2 separate regions of the Canis lupus genome follow, and region 2 is linked to region 1. Evidence: chromatin contacts called from public Hi-C data. All regions are on one chromosome and are shown on one strand. Each heading gives the region's core, a stretch centred on a gene start, on an enhancer-like site or on the middle of the called end of the contact. The rest is flanking DNA. Distances are from core to core; before and after follow the strand shown.

Region 1 (6,524 bases), core at 2,486-4,985:
AAATCTTCCAGATAAGATTAAAGGATTGAAAAAAATCAGTAGCTATAACCCTAACCTTTGAAATATTTTAATCACTTCAAATCTTTACAATGCAACAAATGCGGTACCTACTATGGAAATCGTACATGAGATCAAAGAAAGAGTTTATATCCACAGCTAAGATCCTGTAAATCTGCTATATGTTGTATATCTTACTGATTACTCTGTATTTTGGGCATTAACTAACTCAGGGCAAACATAAGAACCTGAACTCATGACTTCAAATAAAAATTGCACTGTTTTTCTACATTTACTTCCTTTTTAAACCATGCTGCCTTATATTATTATTTAGTTGCAATGAAGTATTAGTCTTCACACTTTTCAAGTAAACAGAAGTGTAGTTTTATTTTGTTACTTATGAATTAATTTTTATAACAGAATGGATGTATATCGGCACAGTCAGTTCTTACTACTATTGAGATAGCACACTTCAAAATAAATCCAATTTCTGGATGCATGTATTTTTATTTTTAAATGCACAGCCTATAACACTTGTAAGTTAATTATTTTTTAACATAAGGTAAGAACAAAGTGGCAAAAGAACACACTCCACCTAAGCATTTTCATGAGTCCTGAAATGTGTTATATACGAAGGATAAGCTTCTAGGTGTATTGATTTTGAAGGTTAATAATACGTTATTATCAGTAGTAGTATAGTTATTTAATTCTACCAGTCATTAACAAAATAATCCAAGTCCAGCTGCTAAGCAGATGAAGCTGGAAGTAAAATTATTTACCACGGAAATGACTACAGTGCTTTCTAATAATTTATATATGAGAAACTTATAGCTAACTTCTTCTAAAGAGTTGTCTATTACTTATAGACTCCAATTCCTCTCCCAATTCCTCTCCCATTCTCTCTATAAACCAGGTTTTAGCCCAGGGTTTCTCCCCCACTATTCTGAAAATGCTCTTGCGTGGTCACCAAGGACCTTTGCATTGCTAAATCCATCGGCTGTTTCACAGTCCTCATCTTACATAACTTGTCCACTGAGCAAGAGGAGACACAGATGATCACTTTCTCCTTCCTGGAACACTCTCTTCACTTGGCTTCCGGCACTCCACATTCCTACCTTCAAAGGCTTTCTTTGAGGTTCTTAATCTCCCCAACCACTGAATATGGAAAGCCCAGAGCTCAATCTTCATTTCTTTAGAACGGATCTCATACAATCTCGTTTTGTTTTGTCTTGTTTTTCAATCTCATGGTTTTAAATAAAATTTCTATTTCGAGTCCCAATCTTTCCATAAACTCCAGCCTCATATAATCCCATGTGAACAGGCATCTCAAACCTGACAGACACATCTAAAACTCTTAATTCCCACTCTATCCACCTCCCCTTATCTCTTCTGCCCTTAAATTTTCCCCATCTCGGTAAACAGCAACTCCATCCTTCCAACAGCAGGCCAAAGGCCTTAGAGTTAGGTTTCATTCTTTTACCTCTACACTGCACCTCCAATCCATCAATAGTAAATCCTGGCAACTACCACCTGGTCTAAGCCCCGATCACCTTTCGTTTAGATTCCTGAACCAACTTCCAACCAGTCTCCCCTCTCCCATCCTTGCCCACCACCCCCTGCCCCCGTCAATTCTGAACACAGCAGGCAGAGCAACGACTCTTTAAAAACATTAAGTCAGATCCTCCAACTCCTCTGCTCAAAACCTTCCACCCACTCCCCTCCTTATTCAGAGAAAAAGCCAAGATCTTTATAGGACCAGTTAGCTCTCAGACCCCATCCTGCCCTCCCTTACTCCATTCAAATGCACCCGCCTTCTTGCTGGTCCTCCAGTAAGGCTGGAAATCTCTGGTATACTCCTCCCCTAGGCAGCCCCATGGTTGTTGTGTTTGTTTTGTTCAAGAATCTTCCTCATTTTTAAATTGTATCTGCTTCTTATTTTAAAACTGCACCTGCTTCTTCCTATCCCCCTCAGCTGCTTTATTTTTCTTCTTAGCAACAGTTACCTTCTGACTGGATATATTTTAATTTTCTCAAATTATTTTGTTTATTGTACCCACTCTCACTTCCTCCAGTGGAAAGTAAGCTCCATGAAGACAAAGACACGTTTTTTGTTTTTTTTGTTTTGTTTTGTTTTGTTTTTTTCAGGCTTCCATCCCCAGTGTGTAGAACAATGTCCAGCCATGGAAGGCACTCAATATACATTTGCTACAAGAATACTGAATATGCAAACTTTTAAATCCTGATAAGGCTAAGAGATTTGAGAGACTACAGTATCCAATCTCCCTCCTTAAGGGAAATAGGACTTCACTTCTGACGTTCATGGAACTGTGGAAATTCTTTATCCTTCCTAGTAAGTGACTCCATATGCTCTAAGCAACATGCCAAAAATCTTCAGGCTCTCCAATATCCTTCCTATATCCAGGGAGGTATTAACTTAGGGTCATCAAAAAATCTTCATTTTCCTTCAGCACTACTGTCCTAACATTGCAAAGGCAAAGTGAACTCACTAAAAACGGTATCAAAGCACAAGTAATGAAGAAAAGTAATGAAGCTTGTAAACAGCCAAATGAACCCACGTCTATTTCACATCAAAGTGCATGGATAGCGGTGAGGGCTTCGACCAAGCTTAACTTATTATCCACTACAATCTTCAAAGAGCAAACATTTTTCTCATTAAACTCCTTAAAAACCAAAAAGGAGTTGGGATAGGGCTTTTGCAGATAGCCACGAAAATTAAGGCTGCGAGAAGTCCGTTCAGGCTACGAATCAAATTAAACAAACACGCAAGCAAATCCCTCTGGAACATGCTTGGACAGGGAACAGAAGCAAGGACGCTGGAGAACGGCAGGGGAGGCTCGGCTCAACCCAGCTCTCCCTCTGCTGGCTGCCCGACCCTCGGCAAGTTTGCTCAGACTCTCCGGGCTCAGTTTCCTCATCTGTAAAATGGAAACGGTACCTCACGGGGCTGCTGCGAGGATTGATCAGAGGGATTAGGTATTCCAACACGGAGCACCACGCCGGACACTTAGTGAGCACGGAGATGGGGACGACCGGCATTCCCGTACCACCGCTCCTACGGTGCTGAAGCGGGGCGCTCCTCCCTAGCACCTCACCGTCTTAAACACCGCGCACCAGCACTAGCAGCAGTGCGTCTTTTACCTACGGTCAGCAGCCAAGTTTAAAGAATACGCGTCCCTTTCCCTCCAGGCAGAGCACGGACCGGAAACCCGGAGGCTAAACACCCGCCTCCCGGCCTCGTCGCCGCCTCCACACGCCGAGCCGCGCACCCTCCGCACCCTCCTCTCGCCCGCCGCCTGCTGCCGCGTTCCCGCCGCGCCCCGGGCCCGCGACGCCCGCAGCCTCTCCCCGCGACAGCACGAGAGCCCTGGCCGGCCTCGCCCCGGCCCTCACGAGCGGCACAGCCCGGGCCGCCCGCCGGACCCGCGACGCCCGCTCGGGCTCCCTCAGGGCCGCCGCGTAGGGGCGAGGGCACCCGGGCACCCGGGCAGCCTCGCGCCCGCCCCCGGCCCCGGCCCCGGCCCCGGCCCGGGGCTCTCCGGGGAGGTGTCGCTGGCTCGGCCCTGGGGCCGCCCACGGGCCCCGGCCCACGTACCTGCGACCCCGCGGAGCGGCGGCGGCGGCGGCGGCGGCTGCAGGTGGAGAGGAGGAGAGGGGCGGGCCATAGAGACAGGCCGGGCTGCCCCGGGGCTAGAGCGGCCTCACGCCGCGCCGGACGGTGCGCCCCCTGCAGGCGGGAGGCCCGCGCGGCGACTCGGCTTCCCCAGAACCGGACGCTCCGCTCCGAAGGCGCCTGCTCGAATTCGGGAAAGGACGGAGCCTGCGCGTGGGCAGAAGACAATGACAGCCTAGGAAGAAGTTTTTCCAGCCTGAGTTCAGGAGCATTTTGCACTATTCACGTCCTTTTTCTAAATATTTAACATCCCAACCCCTCAGCTAAATGAAGGCTTCAAAGCAAGGATACTTTTATTAAAAGCTGTAAGCATCCATAGTCACCGACCTCTAGGTAAGGCTAATAACTCAGATGGATATATTCATAATAGCAACTGACTGCCATAATCCTAAAAATATGACGCTTTTTTTGTGTCAAAAATTGTTTGAATATTTACATCCTACTTTTTAGGATTCCTGGACTAAATGCAAGATGTATACAGCCAAATCTCACTGAAAATGTGGTGGATAGCAGGGTGGTGGAAGTTCATTTATACATATACAACATTTAAGTTTCCCAGCTCTGTTCCTACAGACTTCCTCTGCAAAGTGATTATCCCTTCTCTGAATTCTAGCACCACTTGCCCAACCAGGCCACCTTCTGGGATCTCATGTCCATCCACTCAAGAGCTATTATTATTCAGTCTAACAGTGTGTTCTTGGTAAAGTCATGTAAATGTTTAGGATCATTGTCAAATTTGAGAGAATCTCTTTCAAATTTCTTTCATATAAGAATTATGATTTCAGGGGGTGCCTGGGTGGCTCAGTCAATAGAGCATCTGACTCTTGACCTCAGGGTCATGAGTTAAAGCCCCACATTGGGCATGGAGCCCACTTTTTAAAAAATTATGGGGGATCCCTGGATGGCTCAGCGGTTTAGTGCCTGCCTTGGGCCCAGGGTGTGGTCCTGGAGTCCTGGGATGGAGTCCCACATTGGGCTCCCTGAATGGAGCCTGCTTCTCTCTCTGCCTATGTCTCTGCCTCTCTCTCTCTCTCTCTCCTCTCTCTCTCTCTCTGTGTCTCTCATGAATAAATAAAATCTTAAAACAAAAATAAAAAAATTATGACTTCAGGGCATTTCACATTTTCATGTGCAGTCACTAATCGTAAGTATTAATTACTATTTGAATGGATGACATTTATTAACCAATTTGTCATGGATGTCTTCCTTGTGGTTTGGGTTGAGTTTATAATATCTTCATTGATGCCCATAAATTTTGTCAAATCTACAAAGAATTTAAACCTTTTCCCAATATGTTCATAGGATGCACTTCTCTTCATTAATTGGCTTACTGAACAATCTGAGAGCGTATTTATTACTTCTATTCAAATATATTTCTTCCCCTCTATGAGTTATGCTTTTGTTTGATCTGAAAAAATGCAGGGACTGTGCAGACAGCTTTTTTTCTCAGGTGAGATTAAGGGAGTGAAATGCGCACTATTCATGTCCTGTGAATCCTCCACGGCACCACATGTGGGGACTATAGCACATCACTCTGGTCACTAGGAGTGTTCAGAGAAGCCTTTCCTCCACTTTGACAATAACTTAATGCTGCATGTGACCATAAACCACATGGACAATCCCATTAAATGCAAAACAGAGTATCCCCAACTGCATTTCTGCTTAGCAAGAGCCCCAAAATATCTATATTCACTCCAGTGCTACTCAAGAGAGAAGAGAGCCTTGGGAAGTCCGGGTAGAAATAGACAGCAGTCTTCATTGTAATTAAACTATATTAATTTTGCAAACTTTACAGAAACTTTTGACTGTGTGAACCTATTTCCAGAGTTCCTTCCAGGGTCTTGGAAGGAACCTGTACAAGGGAGGGTGGGGCTGTATTAGTTCTCTATTGTCACTGTAACAAATTATCACAAACTTAATGACTAATTCATCATCTTACAGTTCAGGAGGTCAGAAGTCCAAAATCAGTTTCACTGGGCCAAAATCAAAGTGTAGGCAGGGCTGCATTCCTTCTGGAGGCTCTAGAGAGGATCCATTTCCTTACCCTCTCCAGCTTCTAGAGGCTGCCCATATTCTGTGGCTCGTGGCCCCTTCCTCCATCCTCAAAACCAGCCATGTAGCATCATTTCTCCTTCTGACCTCTGCTTCTACTCTTGTATCTTCTCTAACTTTGACCTTCCTGCCTCATTATTAGGACTTATTATTAGGCTTACACTGGGCACACCCTGATAATCCAAAATTTCTCCACCTCAAGGTCTTTAACTTAATCACATCTACAAAGTCTTTTTTTCCCATTGCAAGGTAACATGGTTTCTGGGGATTAGGTCATGGACATCTTTGAGGATGTTATTCAGACCCCTACAGGGTCCTGAAGCTCAAATTCTATTCCCTTCATGTAAATCTGCCTGTTCTTCCTCAATGCCAGAATCTATTTGGTCCTGAGTTCTGATTGTGAGACTTCCATTGGGGAAGAGTACCTGTAATTACAACTGGACCAAGTGTTATGAAGGAAGAGAGAAGAGATGCTATATACAGGCAAATAATATGGGACCTAATTTATGTGGAAAGGCAGCACAATGCCTTTGAAGAAGTGATAATGCATTTGAGACACAAAAGATGAGAAAGAGTTAATTATGCAATGAACAAGGGGAGTGTTTTAGAACAGAGGATAGTATGTATAGCCTGGGAATGGTGATGTCAGAAGGTCAACATGAAGGTGCCTGGCTGGTTAAATCAGCAGAGCATGCGACTCTTGATCTCAAGGTCATGAATTCAAGGACCACATTGGGCTTGGAGCCTACTTAAGAAGGAGAAGGAGGAGGGGGAGGGGGAGGAA
Region 2 (6,524 bases), core at 1,392-3,891, 340 kb after region 1:
CTTGAAAAAAGTGGCAAAATCACAAAAGGGAAAGCAGTTAAAAATTGATCCAGAATAAAGGAGAATAAGGAGACAGGACAATGAAAAGTGTGATCCTGGGTTGAATTCTGGACCAGAATTAGGATATAGTGGTACTATCGATGAATAAATTCTACAGGTTATACAGTTTTATTTCAACAATTATTTCACAAAAAATTGATAATTATACTGTGGTTATATAGGAGATGTTAACATTTAGGGAATCAGGTAAAGGATATATGGGAAATACTCATATATTTTTCCAATTTTTTCCCAAGTTTGAAATTATTTCAAAATGAGAAGTTAAAAAAGACAACTAGTTAAAATTTAATTACCATATGTAAAAAAAGGTTATTTTCTCTTTGGGTTAATATGTTATATAAAATATGTTTTGGGCAGCCCCGGTGGCTCAGAGGTTTAGCACCACCTTCAGCCAGGGGCGTGATCCTGGAGACCCGAGATCGAGTCCTACATCGGGCTCCCTGCATGGAGCCTGCTTCTCCCTCTGCTTGTGTCTCTGCCTCTTGCTCTCTCTGTCTCTCATCAATCAATAAATAAAATCTTTAAAATATATGTTTTAAAGAAAAATCTTAAAAAAAAAATCTTTTTTAATAGTATTTCTAGAACAATGACAATACCAGTGATTTTGTTCTCCATCCTCATATACTTTTTGTGCTCAATTGTGTTTTTCAAATTTCCTTACTGGATTGGTAAGTGCTGATGCATTTATAAACAAAAATACAAGGGTTAGAAAGGAGGTTCTTACTTTTTCTTAGAGTATTCCACCAATAGCGCCAAATTTAATTTCCATTAAGAAAAATATACATAAAATGTCATTAGCAAACAGTAAATAGCCCCCAGAATATCAAAGCAAATGAACCCCTAATGAGACTTTTATGGACTGCAATTTGAAAATATGCCTGGAGTATGTCTCCTTTGACTTGACCTCACCAAATATGTGAATGGGAAAGATCAAGCTCTCATAACCCATTCCTCTGTTTTAGACTGTACTACCATGGCCCTCTTCCATGAAAAGAAATGAAGAGAGGTTAACACACAGATAAATGGCTTTCATACAAATCATGCATGAAAAATTCCAGTGGTTAAAAGAGAAAAGGGGGCAGGAAGCTGAGGCACAAAGGCTTTCAAATGAGATTCTCATTATTTCCATTTAAGTATTAGAATCCTAAAATATAGTCTAAATTTGAAGCCATTGTTCTTAATGGAATTAAAGAGGTAATTTTTCCAGTTATCCCAACAATCCCCAATAACTCATACTTGTAGGAGAGTAAACATCATGTCTCAGTCTACAACTAAGGTGATACAGTAAGAGATAGAAAATATTATGTTTAGGGTATGACCTAATAGAAGTCACTGAACCTCTGAGCTTCAGTTTCTTACCTGTGAAAATAAAAAATCTAGGGTGGATGCTTCTTCAAGCCTGAAGTTCAATGATTCTATAAAGTTCAACTCCCAATTTATTATTATAAAACTTGCAACATTCTGAAGTCATTTTTAGCAATAACCTCAACAGGAAATTTAATTCCAATATTACAGCACATTGCGTAAAGTCAAATTTCTAGTCTTGCGAATTAAGCAAGAATAATTCTGTGCAGAGAATATTCCCAGAACTTTCACTTTACTCTGCAGAGCCACGGAGCCTTTTATCATTCCTAGATCTAAAAAAAGCAGGCTTTTTTGTTGCCAATAGGAGCCCATCAACTTGGAAATTAGTCTCTTGCTCCCCCTTGTGGCTGGAATGGACTTATTTCTTTGAACTGCAACTTAGTTGCTTCCAACCAACCAATTAGAAAAATGCTTCACCAAAAATGCTAATGAATCGGGCTGTTTCAAGAACTAATTTGCAGACATTTTGACTTAAACTCACCTTCCTATGCTTTATTGATCTACAAGAATAAAATTTTAGGTGTCCTATGAATAAGGTCATTTAGTATGAAAAAACAGAGCTACTTAACTTTCAAGGATGGGATCAGAGAGAATTCTAATCAATGAATTCTAATCAATCACTTAACTGAATACATTTTCTATTAATAAATAAATGGCAAATCCTCACCATTTAACTTCTATAAAGTCAACAACTGAATTAGAGAAAACCACGATATATTAACCTTGGTGTTTAAGGAATATTAAAAATCAAAAACGTAATCCTAATTCCTGCTGACAGCTATAGTAGTTGCTCCCTGAAGTTTTCTCCCAAAATGAATCAAAAAACATCTGCAGAAAATGCTGACAGCCTGGTGTTCTAGAACATTTTGTATGCATTTCTGAAAAATCAGCTGGTTGAAAGGACTCACAGTTAAGTGGGATGAGGAATTGCTAAGTTAAATCAGGTTCAGAGGAACGTCTGGGTGGCTCAGTGGTTGAGCGTCTACCCTTTGGCTCAGGGTGTGATCCTGGAGTCCTGTGATCTGGAGTCCCGGGACCAAGTGCCATTATCGGGCTTCCTGAATGGAGCCTGCTTCTCCCTATGCCTGTCTGTGTCTCTGTGTCTCATGAATAAATAAAATTAAAAAAAAAAAAAAAAAGTAAATGGTAGGAGAATTTACAGAGCACTAGGTGTTAACTGCTAAAATTGTTCTGACATGCTTAGGGGCTTTCCTCTTCCTCCTCTGACGCAGAACCCTTTTTAGAGTTGGCATCAACCGTGACCTGGGCTGGTCGCTAACCAAGTATTTCCACCACAAAACACTTGTTTAAAATGCCTCATTTTTCATAGTTTTTTAATTTGCACATGCACACTCTATATTATTATGAACTTCCTAGTGGGACTAGATATTATCCGTTGCTTTTTTAAAAAAGGTGAAGTCTTTCACATTCAACCAACATGAAGTCTTTGTTATTTGTGGTTGTGTTCATTTTCTTAAGTTGTCAAGATTTTTTTAAGAAAAGGGGCTTTTGGGCAGCCCAGGTGGCTCAGCGGTTTAGTGCCACCTTCAGCCCAGGATGTGAGTCTCCCAGGTCGGGCTCCCTGCATGGAGCCTGCTTCTCCCTCTGCCTTTGCGCCTCTTTCTCTCTCTGTCTCTAATAAATAAATAAAATCTTTAAAGGGGGGGGGGCTTTTAATATTTATTATACTTTTTAATAGCACAGGGAGCTTATAAAATAAACATTAAATATAAGAAGTTTAAGCAGTTAATCAAAATTCTTATATTTAACCTCAAAATTAATTAAACAACACTGAAGTGACCATCAGAGATACAAAAAAAGGTTAAGCAGTATATTTGTTATTTAATATCACCATGGGTGTGTATTCAGTCAGTAATTCTCAAAACATCCTCAAGGTAGATCCTCACTGCCATTTTGAAGATGGGGAAATAAAGCTAGAGATGGAATAACTAGCTCAAAGTCATAAAATGAATAAAAATTTCAAACTCCAAAAGTTTGCACAGCTTGTGCTAGATTCTACCATACCTTTAAAAGGTAGTACATATTTTAGTTTCCTTTATTTTTATTTTTTTTAAAGATTTTATTTATTCATTCATAGACACAGAGAGAGAGAGGCAGAGGGAGAAGCAGGGAGCCCGATGTGGGACTTGATCCTGGGTCTCCAGGATCACACCCCAGGCTGCAGGCGGTGCCAAACCGCTGCACCACCAGGGCTGCCCCAGTTTCCTTTATTTTTAGAAAAATTACACGATTATTCTTCAAGTCTTATCCCTTTGATCCAATTACTTTGCCTGATAAGCCTATCAAATAAAAACAACCAAAGGGGAAACTGAAAAGTAGTCCTCAATATATCACTATTTCTAAACATCTTCCAAACACCTTAGTAAAGTACTCAAATTACTGAATTGAGAACTTGTTAAGTATATTAGAGCCTTCCTATACATAATACTGCCCTCAACTGTCAATTCCATAGAACTGCATTTTAAAAATAATGCATTTGGAGGTAAGATTTTAATGTCCCTGGGTTAAATGTGGTCCAAGCAGGTCTACGTTCTAAACTCTGGGCAATGGTGTTTATTATGTTTTCAGAAGCAAAAAAAAATATGAGCAGACAAGTTCATCAGTCTTGGATCAGCATGCAGGTGTTTTTCAGAAAAGCATTTGTAGGGCAGCCCGGGTGGCTCAGTGGTTTAGCGCCGCCCTCAGCCCAGAGCGTGATCCTGGAGTCCCACGATTGAGTCCCGCATTGGGCTCCCTGCATGGAGCCTGCTTCTCCCTCTGCCTGTGTCTCTGCCTCTCTCTCTCTGTCTCTCATGAATAAATAAGTAAAATCTTTTAAAAAACAATTCAAGTAAATGAAATCCCAATACAAGAAAAATTGAACACTCCTTGCAAATTAAATTCAATTGAGTCTTTCCTATATTAAAATAAATAAATCAACAAGCGTATCTACCTGCAGGTCAACCCAGTGAGCAAAGTCTTCTTTTATTTTGTTTAAAGATTTTATTTATTGATTGATGAGAGATACAGAAAGAGAGAGGCAGAGAAACAGGCAGAGGGAGAAGCAAATTCCATGCAGGGAGCCCGATGTGGGACTGCATCCTGGTACTCCAGGATCACACCCTAAGCCGAAGGCAGACGCGCTCAACCGCTGAGCCACCCAGGCATCCCCAGCAAAGTCTTATTTTTATTTTGGTCTACTTAACTCTACACACTAACATTTGAGAGATGGTCCTTACATTCTCTACAGTTAACACCACTGTAAGCCATTATTTTTATTTGGGGGAGAAAGGAAGAATGCTCACAATAAATCCTGTGAAAAGAAGGGGCAGGGACCCCTGGGTGGCGCAGCGGTTTGGCACCTGCCTTTGGCCCAGGGCGCGATCCTGGAGACCCAGGATCGAATCCCACGTCGGGCTCCCGGTGCATGGAGCCTGCTTCTCCCTCTTCCTGTGTCTCTGCCTCTCTCTCTGTCTCTCTCTGTGTGTGTGACTATCATAAATAAATAAAAAATTTAAAAAAAAAAAAAAAAAAAAAAAGGAAGGGGCAGCCCGGATGGCTCAGCGGTTTGGCACTAACTTCAGCCCAGGGCCTGATCCTGGAGACACAAGATTGAGTCCCACGTCAGGCTCCCTGCATGGGGCCTGCTTCTCCCTTTGCCGGTGTCTCTGCTCCCCTTTCTCTGTCTCTCTCATGAATGAATAAATAAAAATCTTTAAAAAAAATTCCATGAAAAGAAAGTCACAAAAAGTTAATATGCTGAAACCTTTTAGTAATCTATTCCAATATAAACAAATGTGCGTATCACAGAATCATACTGATATCAAATCAGCTATACATCCATACTTTGTTGCCTCAAGAGTCACACTGCAGCAATAAATAATCCAAGAGAACACAAAAGAAAACTCTGGCAAGATACAAGACTATTCCATAGGGCTCCTGAATGGCTCAGTTGGTTAAGTTCTGCCTTCTGCTCAGGTCATCATTTTAGGATCCCATTAAGCTCAGCAGGGAGCCTGCTTCTCCTTCTCCCTCTGCCTGCAACTCCCCTTGCTTGTGTGTGCGCATGCTTGCACTGTCAAATAAATAAATAAAATCTTAAGAAAAAAAGACTATTCTATAACATTACTACTTATGTCACATTATCTTACCAGAAAATGCACAACTAAATCAATGACAAGTGGTACTACATTTTTCTGATAGAAGTTTTTCATTCAGAAAGGATAAATGAAGAATGACCTACTGCACAAAAATGTGAGATGCTGTGGCTAAACATGCCATTCCTCCCAAGCCAAATTCAAATTTGTGTTAAAAAATATGGATATGCTTAATATCAAATTAAATACCACAAATTTCAGTGGTCTGTCCTGTTTTCAAGGAGAATGAAGCTAATCCTCTGAAGTTGAAAAAAAAAAAAAAAAGAACAAGACTGGGATGCCTGGGTGGCTCAGCGGTTGAGCATCTGCCTTCAGCTCAGGGCATGATCCCCCAGTCCTGGGATCGAGTCCCACATCAGGCTCCCTGCATGGAGCCTGCTTCTCCTTCTACCTGTGTCTCTGCCTCTGTTGTGTGTGTTTCTCATGAATAAATAAATAAAATCTTTAAAAAAAAATGAACAAGATTAAATTCTAAATCAGAGTAATGAAGCAGAAACCCTCAGGCCATAAATATGAGAATTCCAGTGGTTTGCCTTAGGACATAGTAAGAACAACTAGAGCCAAAGGCTCTATTGGATTTTGGCAAAATCAACTGGAACAGAAAGAAATCAGTGTTTCACAGAAATAATCAGAGCTGTATGCAGCACAGAACTGCTAAAATTAAGTCGACAGAAAAGACAGGTAACTTAAAAAAAAAAAAGAGAACTCTGGCTTTTAGCATACTGAAACTTACAGCAATTTTAAATCCCCTAAAAAGCAGTGTTCTCAATGTAAAACTATCATACTAAAGAACTACAAGAACCAGGATGAAATTCCTAAAACCTGGGATCCCTGGGTGGCGCAGCGGTTTAGAGCCTGCCTTTGGCTCAGGGCGTGATCCTGGAGACGCAGGATCAAATCCCACGTCGGGCCCCCGGTGCATGGAGCCTGCTTCTCCCTCTG

Evidence for each region. Hi-C and Micro-C count contacts between places; a contact is called where the count stands out from the background.
Region 2: a Hi-C map of blood shows a contact between it and region 1, with 4 times the contacts expected there. The contact joins the enhancer-like site here to the promoter of ANKRD46 in region 1. A contact is called at or near these places in 2 of 9 Hi-C or Micro-C datasets (amygdala and blood).

What each region holds. Positions count from the first base shown.
Region 1 is chr13:2,538,144-2,544,667 of UU_Cfam_GSD_1.0, forward strand. It overlaps ANKRD46 (ankyrin repeat domain-containing protein 46), which reads right to left and starts at 3,736. Exons shown (of 5, transcript XM_038555201.1): 1 at 3,611-3,736.
Region 2 is chr13:2,877,035-2,883,558 of UU_Cfam_GSD_1.0, forward strand. All of the region lies in intron 3 of YWHAZ (14-3-3 protein zeta/delta), which reads right to left. Among named protein-coding and RNA genes, the nearest start is that of YWHAZ, 14 kb to the right of the region's middle. Within about 2 kb of position 2,642, at least 3 of the 20 cell types and tissues checked have an H3K27ac peak or open chromatin away from gene starts, as enhancers often do. A contact at or near this core is called in blood, where this site is marked.